2 separate regions of the Mus musculus genome follow, and region 1 is linked to region 2. Evidence: chromatin contacts called from public Micro-C data. All regions are on one chromosome and are shown on one strand. Each heading gives the region's core, a stretch centred on a gene start, on an enhancer-like site or on the middle of the called end of the contact. The rest is flanking DNA. Distances are from core to core; before and after follow the strand shown.

Region 1 (4,621 bases), core at 218-2,717, 41 kb before region 2:
GGTGTAAGAAAAAGGCAGTGGAAGATTTACTTTCTGGTGAACCTCTTATCGACTCAACAGTAGTATCATCACATAGAACAAGAAGCCTCTCTCTCTCTCTCTCTCTCTCTCTCTCACACTCACACACACACACACACACACACACACACACACACACACCACTTCTACAGGGGTGAAAATCTTAAAAAGAGCTCTCTCCTGGTCTATTCACCCCATAGGGACTCCATTATAACCATCACCTGAAGAGGTAGGATTTCACATCTGAAATTTGGAAGGTTCTTAAACACTCAGATCCTAGAAGGCAGTCAGAATTTCTCTCTGGCTACCACCCCATCCTATGACAAATGAAATTTCACCCTTGGCTATCATGAAGCTGCTGCTGTCCTGATAAAGACCAGGATAACACTCAGCTGTTGGCTGGGGTCCACGGTACATGTACAGAGCCTGATTTTGACTATCCTGAGCAGGGGAGAATATCTGCTAATAGAATCATAATCAGGAGTTCATGGAAGTAACCCTAAGGGAGCTGAGTGAGTCAGACTGAAGAAGCCACAGTCAGGGCCTTAGAGAAGGACAGTCTGGTAGATGAGGTCGTCTTTACCAGGGCGTGTTTAGAAGCTGTTTCGTTCATTAGTGTGAACTCTAGCAGCACCTGGTAACATCTCTCAGATGGAGAAAGTAGGGGTATGCTCACACTTCCTCATTGTGGGCCCACTTCTTACTTAGCTGCAGAAAATGATATCATAATAATTACTCAAGAAAACACCAACTTTGTGTCATAGTGAAAGAAGAAGGGTGGCAAGACACTAAACCCTGCAAAGATCCTTGTTCTAGAACCAGGATTTTCTTGTGGGTAATTCCAAAAGAGCAGAGAACATTATCTTAGAAAAAGAAGAGCTAATAGATGTATTGTCAAGCTCACTCTTGTGGGATGCTGAGGTGGGGGCTTAGTTGCACACTGAAAATAAGAATACAAGGAAGCTCCAAGGCACCATTCTTACTTCTGTGTGTCCCTCTCTGTGGCTGATGGGGCATGGGGCTTAAAGGAGACCTTGGAAAGAAAAGCAGAGACACCAAGTGTGTCTGATTAATCTTTCTTTTGCACAGGAGCCTTGCTCAGTGCTCTAGAAGCTTCCATCCCAACAAGACTACAGTTGTAAATGCCTGAGAGGATGTCATACGTGTAACAAGAAGCATCTACTACAGTTGTAGCACATCTCAAGAACTAGTCTCTACCTACCATTTGGTCATGGGATCATGTAGACTGCAGGAATTTTGTGGATGCCCTGAAGGGGTGAGACCTTATCACAAGGTAATTTGCATATGACCTTCCATCTGAATTTCTCCATTGAATCTTTTTCCTTGATTTGTGTTTTGTTTATTTTTCTGAGGTTTGACCTTGCTATGTATATGTAGCTCATGCTATACTTGAACTTATAGCAATCCTCCTGCCTCAGGCTCCTGGATGCTGGAACTAGAGGCATTTGGCACCACACCTAGCTGTCCCTTTTATTCAAGAGAATAAGACTAGACAGCTCCTGTGCAAAAGAAAGATTAATCAGACACACGTGGTGTCTCTGCTTTTCTTTCATTGTCATTGACTAGACAGCTTAGAAACAAGCCAGGACAAAGTCTCCTGACTTGCTCATGGTTTTATGGATTTCATTCAATGGTTTGTAATCTATAGCAAGTGTTACTGTAGCATTCAGTCACCTTGCATCTGCTTAATAAAGTAAAACCAATTGCTAAAAATACTTCCTACTGGATAAATCATTTTCCTTGTCCCTGACTCATAAAATTTAAAAGGAAATGGGAAATATCTCATTTACTTGACTCATTCTAGTTTTCCACACAATCAACAAAGATTGAGACCTGGATTGCTCTGTTTCCTTGTAGTATCTCCACACAGCTGCCTTGTTCAGTTGTCTCCCATGGGTGCCTGTGCACAGAACAGCCTGGCTCTGGCAGGGAGAAAAGCTGGCGTTTGTTTCAGAGTTTTTCTTGTTGCTTCTGTTGTGGCATGCCCTCCTTACCCACCCATCTGTCTCTACCATGACAGTTAGCCTGTGGTTCACATGACACTGTCTTTCCCAGGATGCTGGAAACACTCAGTGCATACAACTCTCTTGGCTGACTCCACTGGGCATATGCTGCATGTCGCATCTCTTGTCCAGCAGTTTATTCATGTTCTTGATCTGGTTCTGAGACTCCTACACAGTCTGCCTTTGGCTCAGACAACCCAAGATTTTCTGGGCTTTGTCTCCATATTTCTAGACACCTCAGAAAGGCTTCCACTTCTGGTGACAAACACTTGTGAAAAAAAAAATATCATTGGGTTTTGCCCAAGTGTTGCTTGTAGGGAAGGCTGACTGCCTGTGTGTCTAACAGAACTCTCCAAACAGGGAGAGGCAGGAGGCTTGTGATGGCTCATCATCTCAAACAACACTTTTGCTCAGTCTGGGCAAGCACTGCTGTCCATGCTCCCCAGGGACCCCATCACAGTAAACTAATTCTCCTGAATTCCATTCTAAACTCGTTAACTATGTTTGCTGTAGTTCAACTTGAATTCTAGTTAACTGTTTATTCCTCGGCTTCCTTCATCGTGGAATTGAGGGAGGAGGCTTGGCTCATAGTCAGCAGTGTCTCCTGTTCAGGAAGTCATAATCTGTGTGATAGACGAATGCATGTCACTCTGCCCTAGCTCTCCATGGCCTTGTATGCCTATGTCCCTCGTGGCTGCTATCCCTGTCGTTCTTGGGCAAGATTTTGAATATACAATATGGTAAATGATCACCCAACACAGATAATGCCTCAGCCTTTCCACTTACAAAATCTGCTGGTTGCCACACTGAGCCATCCAGGAGGTGAGATTGAAAGTGATGTTTCTAGAAAGTGTCTTCCATGGAGTAAACGTGCTTGTGACAGCAGGTGGAGAGAGGTATCTTTACAGATTATAGTTGGAGTATGTGAAAATGTATTTTTAAATTAATTTTATTGTGTTGATCTTATTACAGAAATAAAAAATCTTTTTACAGAATAGGTGACCCTCAATCAGGCATATGATTCCATCTACCAGAAAAACATACCTTTTTATTTTTCTTTGAAGTGCTGGGCTTGGAAGCCAGAGAATTGTCTATACTAGGCACCTGTTCTATCATTAACCAATACACCAGTCCAAGAAAAAATTTTTAACACCTTGATATATAGATTTGCAAATCATTGTGTGCGTGTGTGCCTGTGTGTCTACATGGTTCTCTTTAAGAATTCAGGTCTTACTTAAAATCTGTTGTGAAAGATTTCTGTTAAAAGAAACTGTGAAGTGAACCCTTTGAGAGGGGAATCATTCTGTAGAATCATTTGTGCTATTGGTTCAAGTAAGACCTAGAGATCATTAACTATGATCAAGGGTAAGTGGGTGTTGCGATTGTCTCACAATCTGAAATTTTCTGTCTCTATCTCTGTTTTGCAGCTTTAGTTTGTTAATGGCTATTTTTCATGATGGTTCTTAAACACTTTAACCTCCCTTTTAACCCACCGCCCACCAGAGGGAGTGAAAAAAGAAAGGATAGGGGGGGGGGGAGGGAGGGTCGGGGAGGTGGGGTGGGGGAAGAAGACCTGTTTAAAAAGGTTCTTTGGAGCAACTCCCATCTGTGTTGTCTGGAAATCAGCAGTTCAGTTCACAAATTAGCAGCGACAGCTCAATCCACTCACAAACACTTCATGGATACACCAACAATCTAGATCAGTGGTGCATGGATAGGACAGGTGTTAAGAACTAGCAGGAACAACCAGGAAGGAGGGATTCAGACCAGCGGGGATGTCAGGAGAAGTTCTCAGCTCTGTGTCTTTCTAGATGAAGCAAAGATCAGTGAAGACCTGAGACCAAGAACCATTTAGCTATGTAAGCAAGTCAAGGTCAGCCTCCAACACTGTCCCTCAAGTCTTTTTATACTCCTTCCAAACATCACATATCCTCCATGGGTTTTGTCTCAGCACGTGAGTCTGTCTCAGCTGACACCACTCTGCCAATCAGGCAAAGTCCAAGGAAGCAGCAAAAACTATAGCAACCACCACAAGTTTTTTGGTGTGTTTCTCTCTATGGAGTCCTGACAAATGGAGCTCAACTATGCAATGTAAGGTGGACCAATGCATGTGGTCATTAAGTGAAGAATCCTTCATCACGTGTCTTTCACATGCTTGCTTTAGCAGAACATCCTCTGTCCTGTGTCTGCTTCAGTCAAACATTGCTTCACAAGACTGTCTTAGCCTTTTACCTGTGTCCACTTCAGGAAAACACTCCTTCATGTGTTTGCCCCAGCAACACAACTGACTATCCAAAGAACCCTTGAGTTTCCACTTCACTGTCTCTTCTTCCACTCACCTACCTACCCATCTATTTACTCCCATTCATCTCTACTCACCAACCCCTATTCATTAATCCAACTACTCAGCCCACCTAGCCACCTAGCCATCCATCTATCCTTCTACCCACCATGCATTGGTGCATGTGTGTATCCAGCCAGCTATGCTCTCCAGCCATCAATTAATTCATCTATCAATCTACCCAAACATGTTTCAATTCATGCATTCATCCATCTGTTATCATTCATTGGCCAATTAT
Region 2 (4,157 bases), core at 467-2,966:
AGGGTACCAAATACATTAGGATTCCTGCAGTGCGCCAAGAGAAAAGTAGGTTTCCTGGCTAAAACCATTTGGCTGAGGAGTGGCTGCCCCATACACACCTGTCTGCTTGGGAGAGTGGGGATGCTGGACAGCCAAGGGGACCTCATCATTTCCTCTAAATTCTCCACTTGGAACCGAACACTGGATGGAAGGTCCAACATCATGAAGGCCTTGACAGTCTGGTATGTGGATACGTGCCAGAGGAGGATGAGAACAGGAACACTGAGTGGGATTCTGGGGACACTGTAGGTAGGTGGGTGTGTAAATGATGGTGTGAGCTATGGGGCAGGTTGTAAAGTATTCCAGCCACTGAGGGTGGAGCTGTTTCTCAGACCCTATGGAAGCTAGAGGTGAGTGACCTGCTGGCTACCATGCTCTAGTACCCTCTTCTCTACCACATAAACACAATCTGAAGGAGCTGAACTCCTTGGCCCTGGGACCCCAGAGTGGCAGAAGAGAGCCTGCCAGAATCAAGTGATCTGCTTTTTTTCTCACGCTAGCACCCATCAGAGTATAGTCCCAAAGCTAGCTTGCATGAGCAGGAAAATTGGGCCAGGTGTGTGTAGGTTTTCAGGGGCTGGGCGAGAAGGGGAAAGAGTGATAAAGAACCTATAGCATCCGGGGACATCCGTTTACTTTGTCAATACTGTGGAGATACAGAGGACGGGAGGTGGCTGAGCGACAGGGCAGCGCCCTGTGGAGGTACCCCTCACTTCCACTGGAAGAAGTCGGGTAAGCACGGGTGCAGCGAAGGGCAGCGGATTACCTTGCTCCGGGCGCCCGGCACGCTGAGCGCCAGCTCGTGTAACAGCTCCCGGGGAGGCTCCTTGAGGTACCACCACTGAATCTCCAGCGAGTAAGAGGTGGCTCCGCTGGCCCGGAACGCGCAGGGCATTTCGATATCGTCACCCTCTCGCACGGTTACATCTTTGGGGACTTCGGTGAATGTAGCTGGGGGCGGGAGAGAGAGGCGTGACCAGGGGATAGGCGAGGTGGGGGTAGGGTTGGGAGAGCTTGGGGCTACCCGAGGCTGAGGCGGTCGGTCTCCTGCTACCGGGCCTTGGGCTCACCCACACTCCTGTCCCCAGCTACTAAGTGACCCTGGGCGAGAGGCTCCAGCAAAGTTCAGGGAGCAGCTGCAAAGGTGGCAGCGGGGGTCCGCCACTTGCTGCAGGCTACTCCCCTCCAGGTCGTGCAGGGTTTAGGGGAGGTAGGGCCGTATCACTGGAGCTGGGCTGGGAAGCGCCAACTCTGGCTTGCTGCAGGCCTCCTCTGCTTAGCGGGGACTGGGTGAAAGGACTCCCTAAGCGGACGCCACAGCTGCAGAGACCCTCTTCTGCGCTCGTGCTCCTACCCACTCCCAGCCTGGGTTGCACACCCGAATTGCTGGAGACCGTAAAGCCTGCCGCTTCCTTTCCTCCTCCGCGGTGGCCAGCGGGCAGACTTCCGTGGCCTTAGCAAAGGGTCCCCTGAGCCCATCGCGGCCGCGAAGTTCCCGCGCTCACCGTCGGCCACGAAGAGCAGCAGGCTGTGCAGTAGCAGAGGTAGCAGGTATCCGAGGGCGCCGAGCCGGTTCCGCTGTTCCATCTCCCGCAGGGTTGCGGCGGCGGCGGGGGCCCGGCGCGGAGAGGCGGCGGCGGCGGCAGCTTGGGCTCGGCTCCGGCTCGAGCTCCGGCTAGGACGCCTCGGAGCCTGCCATGGCCCCGCACGGCGCCCCCTCCCCTGGCCGCCGGCGGCCGCCAATCAGCCCAGCTTCCTTGCCGGCTGGCCCGGCGCGGCTCCGGCGGGGGGCGCTACGCGGGGGACGCAGGAGACGAGGTCCCTCCAGGAGGATCCTTCGGTCTGTACCTCCTTCAGTCCGGTGCTCCACAGGAGAATAGGGATCCGCAGTTCAGACTCTGGCGGGCGGGCCAGGAAACTGCCGGACTGCGCCAGGATCCATCCTTGGAGAAGGGAGTGAGTGCCTGTAAGGCACCAACGTCTGCCTCCTGGTCTCCTTCTGGCTGGGCTCCCGACTGCCACCTCCTCCGACTCCCGGGGAGCTCTCCCGCCGCCGCCCCCGCTGGTTTCTCCACCGCTCACTCTTCAAGGCGAGTGGGCGCTCAGCCGCGGCGTGCAGACCTGGCGTCCGACCGTAGCGCAGCGCGGGGAGAGCGGGTCCAGCGTGGCCGACCCGCAGCCCGAGAGAGGCGGGGAAAGGGGGGAGGGGAGAGGAATGGAGGGGGCGGTCAGTGGCTGGGTGGCGAGCAGCCTCCTCCACAGCATCACCCCCGCCCTCCTCTCGGAGTCCGCCCCGCCCCTACCCCGTCGTCCCCCACCTCCCGCCCCCGCCGCGGGGTCATTCGTAGCGACCACCATCTCTCTAGCTGCAGCGCAACCCCACCCCGCGTCTGCTTTGCTTAGGGGGTCCTCCCACCCAAACTCCTGGCTTCTTCCCAGTGTCCATCTCTGGAGACAGCTGCTCCACCCTGCTTTCTGTGTGTCCCCCACCCTCTCCGCAGCCCCCAGTGTCTCCAACTCCTTACCCAGGTTTGGACCACGAGCCACGCCACTCTTTGGCCCAGACCCGGGCCATGGCGGGTGGGTGGGCTCCAGGGGAATGCAAGAAGGGAGGAGTGCTATGTCCGGCCAGCAGCAAGACCAAGTGACAGTGAAGACTAGGAGTCCGCAGTGTGGGAACAAGAACTGAGCGTCCAGCGCCGGGCGAGCAGGTGCCTGTGGCGCGGAGCGCACCAGGGAGCCAGCAGGCAGTGGCCGTGAGTGACAGCAGAGGTGGTGCGGGTGGGGTGAAATGGGGAGCGCCGGGCACGACTCAGGGCTCAGGAGGTTTCTGGGTGGGGACCGTCTTCCTGCCCAGAGAGAGGGCTAGTCCCTGTGTCCTTGCAAGCAAGCTCTTCCTGGCCATTTCCCACTCTGTACCCAAAGCAAAGGGGATCCTCCAGCCCCCGGGTGGAAGCAGGCAGAGGTGGAGTACACGTTCCAGAGCCCATCCTCCACGCTTGCATCTTCTGTATCCCTGAACCTTCCCTGGCCTTCACCTAGAATGGGTCATATCTTTTAGCCACCTAGAGAGTTCAGTCTGCCTTCCTAAGGGGTGTGTGGGTGGATGAGATAGTTCAGTCCAGGCACAAGGGCTTGGGAGAGCCATAGAGCTCTCCTTGGGTCTCTCTCTTCCTCAAGGGATCCCCCAGCTAGTGGTCTGGTCTGGTCTCATTACTTGGCTTTATCTTAACTTATGGAGGCACATCCCAGTGAACTTCCCCTGAATGCTAGAGCTCTCCAAGTATCTCTGACAATGAGCTACTGGTTAGTGAAGACAGAAGACCAAAAAGGAAATAATTTCCCAGTGGCCACCCTTGTCTAAGACAACAGGAACACAGTTCCAGAGAAGAAGCTGGTAGCTCTTTGTAAGCTTTCCCCTCACCAGTGAGGACCACGGGCACTGCATTCTTCTGCCCCTCCTCTTCCTTATGTGGCCAATGGGTCATTTTCACCCTGTGGTCACTCGCTGATGCTCTGTGAGCAGAAAGCCTTGTAGACCTTTCATTCAGGGTCCCCATTGCCTGTTCCCTCTACATATATGTATACATACTTTGGCCTGCCTCCCCCTGAACATTCCACCACTCTTTAGAAACCACCATAGGTCTGTGAATGCAAGACCTTGCAGGTCTCTTGCCGTCCTCAGCTTTTGAAGGGAGGGGGCAGACTTGCATCGTGCTACACAGGAGGACCATGGCAGGTTTCTAAGGGAGCAGTTGGAGAATTGATTCCAAGCAGGGATATGATGACATGAGCTATCCCACTGTGCATTGGCTTGTTTGGAGAGGCAGTGAGTTTCTCTCCCAGTACCAGATTCAATCAAGGACTGATGGCCAGTGACCAGGCTTGCTGGAGGGATGCCAGCAGCTACAGGGAGGTACGCTTTGGTCACTCTGAAGGTCTGTGGATTCTTTCCACCCGTTCTGTCTGGTGGGGATTTTTTTGCCTGTGTCATACGTTGGTGTTACTGTCGTAGTAGAATAATAGTAATAGCTGCTTGACATCGTGTGCGTGTCACATAGCAGACACTGGGTGCACACTTTCTATGCATCAGTTCTCAACATGACAGCTAAGAGGTC

What was found. Hi-C and Micro-C count contacts between places; a contact is called where the count stands out from the background.
Region 1: a contact with region 2 is called in a Micro-C map of trophoblast stem cells, with 3 times the contacts expected there. The contact joins the enhancer-like site here to the promoter of Vstm2b in region 2. A contact is called at or near these places in 3 of 39 promoter capture datasets (3T3-L1-derived adipocytes, the HPC-7 cell line and hippocampal neurons), 1 of 484 Hi-C or Micro-C datasets (trophoblast stem cells), 1 of 115 datasets of contacts at active chromatin or transcription factors (embryonic stem cells) and 3 of 9 other capture datasets (adipose tissue, liver and pancreatic islet).

The regions. Positions count from the first base shown.
Region 1 is chr7:40,937,142-40,941,762 of GRCm38.p6, reverse strand. No RefSeq gene overlaps it. Among named protein-coding and RNA genes, the nearest start is that of Vstm2b, 40 kb to the right of the region's middle. Within about 2 kb of position 1,467, at least 5 of the 459 cell types and tissues checked have an H3K27ac peak or open chromatin away from gene starts, as enhancers often do. A contact at or near this core is called in trophoblast stem cells, where this site is marked.
Region 2 is chr7:40,896,837-40,900,993 of GRCm38.p6, reverse strand. Vstm2b (V-set and transmembrane domain containing 2B) reads right to left here and starts at 1,716. Exons shown (of 5, transcript NM_021387.3): 1 at 1,545-1,716; 2 at 806-990. The coding sequence starts at 1,626. It overlaps A230077H06Rik (RIKEN cDNA A230077H06 gene), which reads left to right and starts at 2,670. Exons shown (of 5, transcript NR_040329.1): 1 at 2,670-2,795.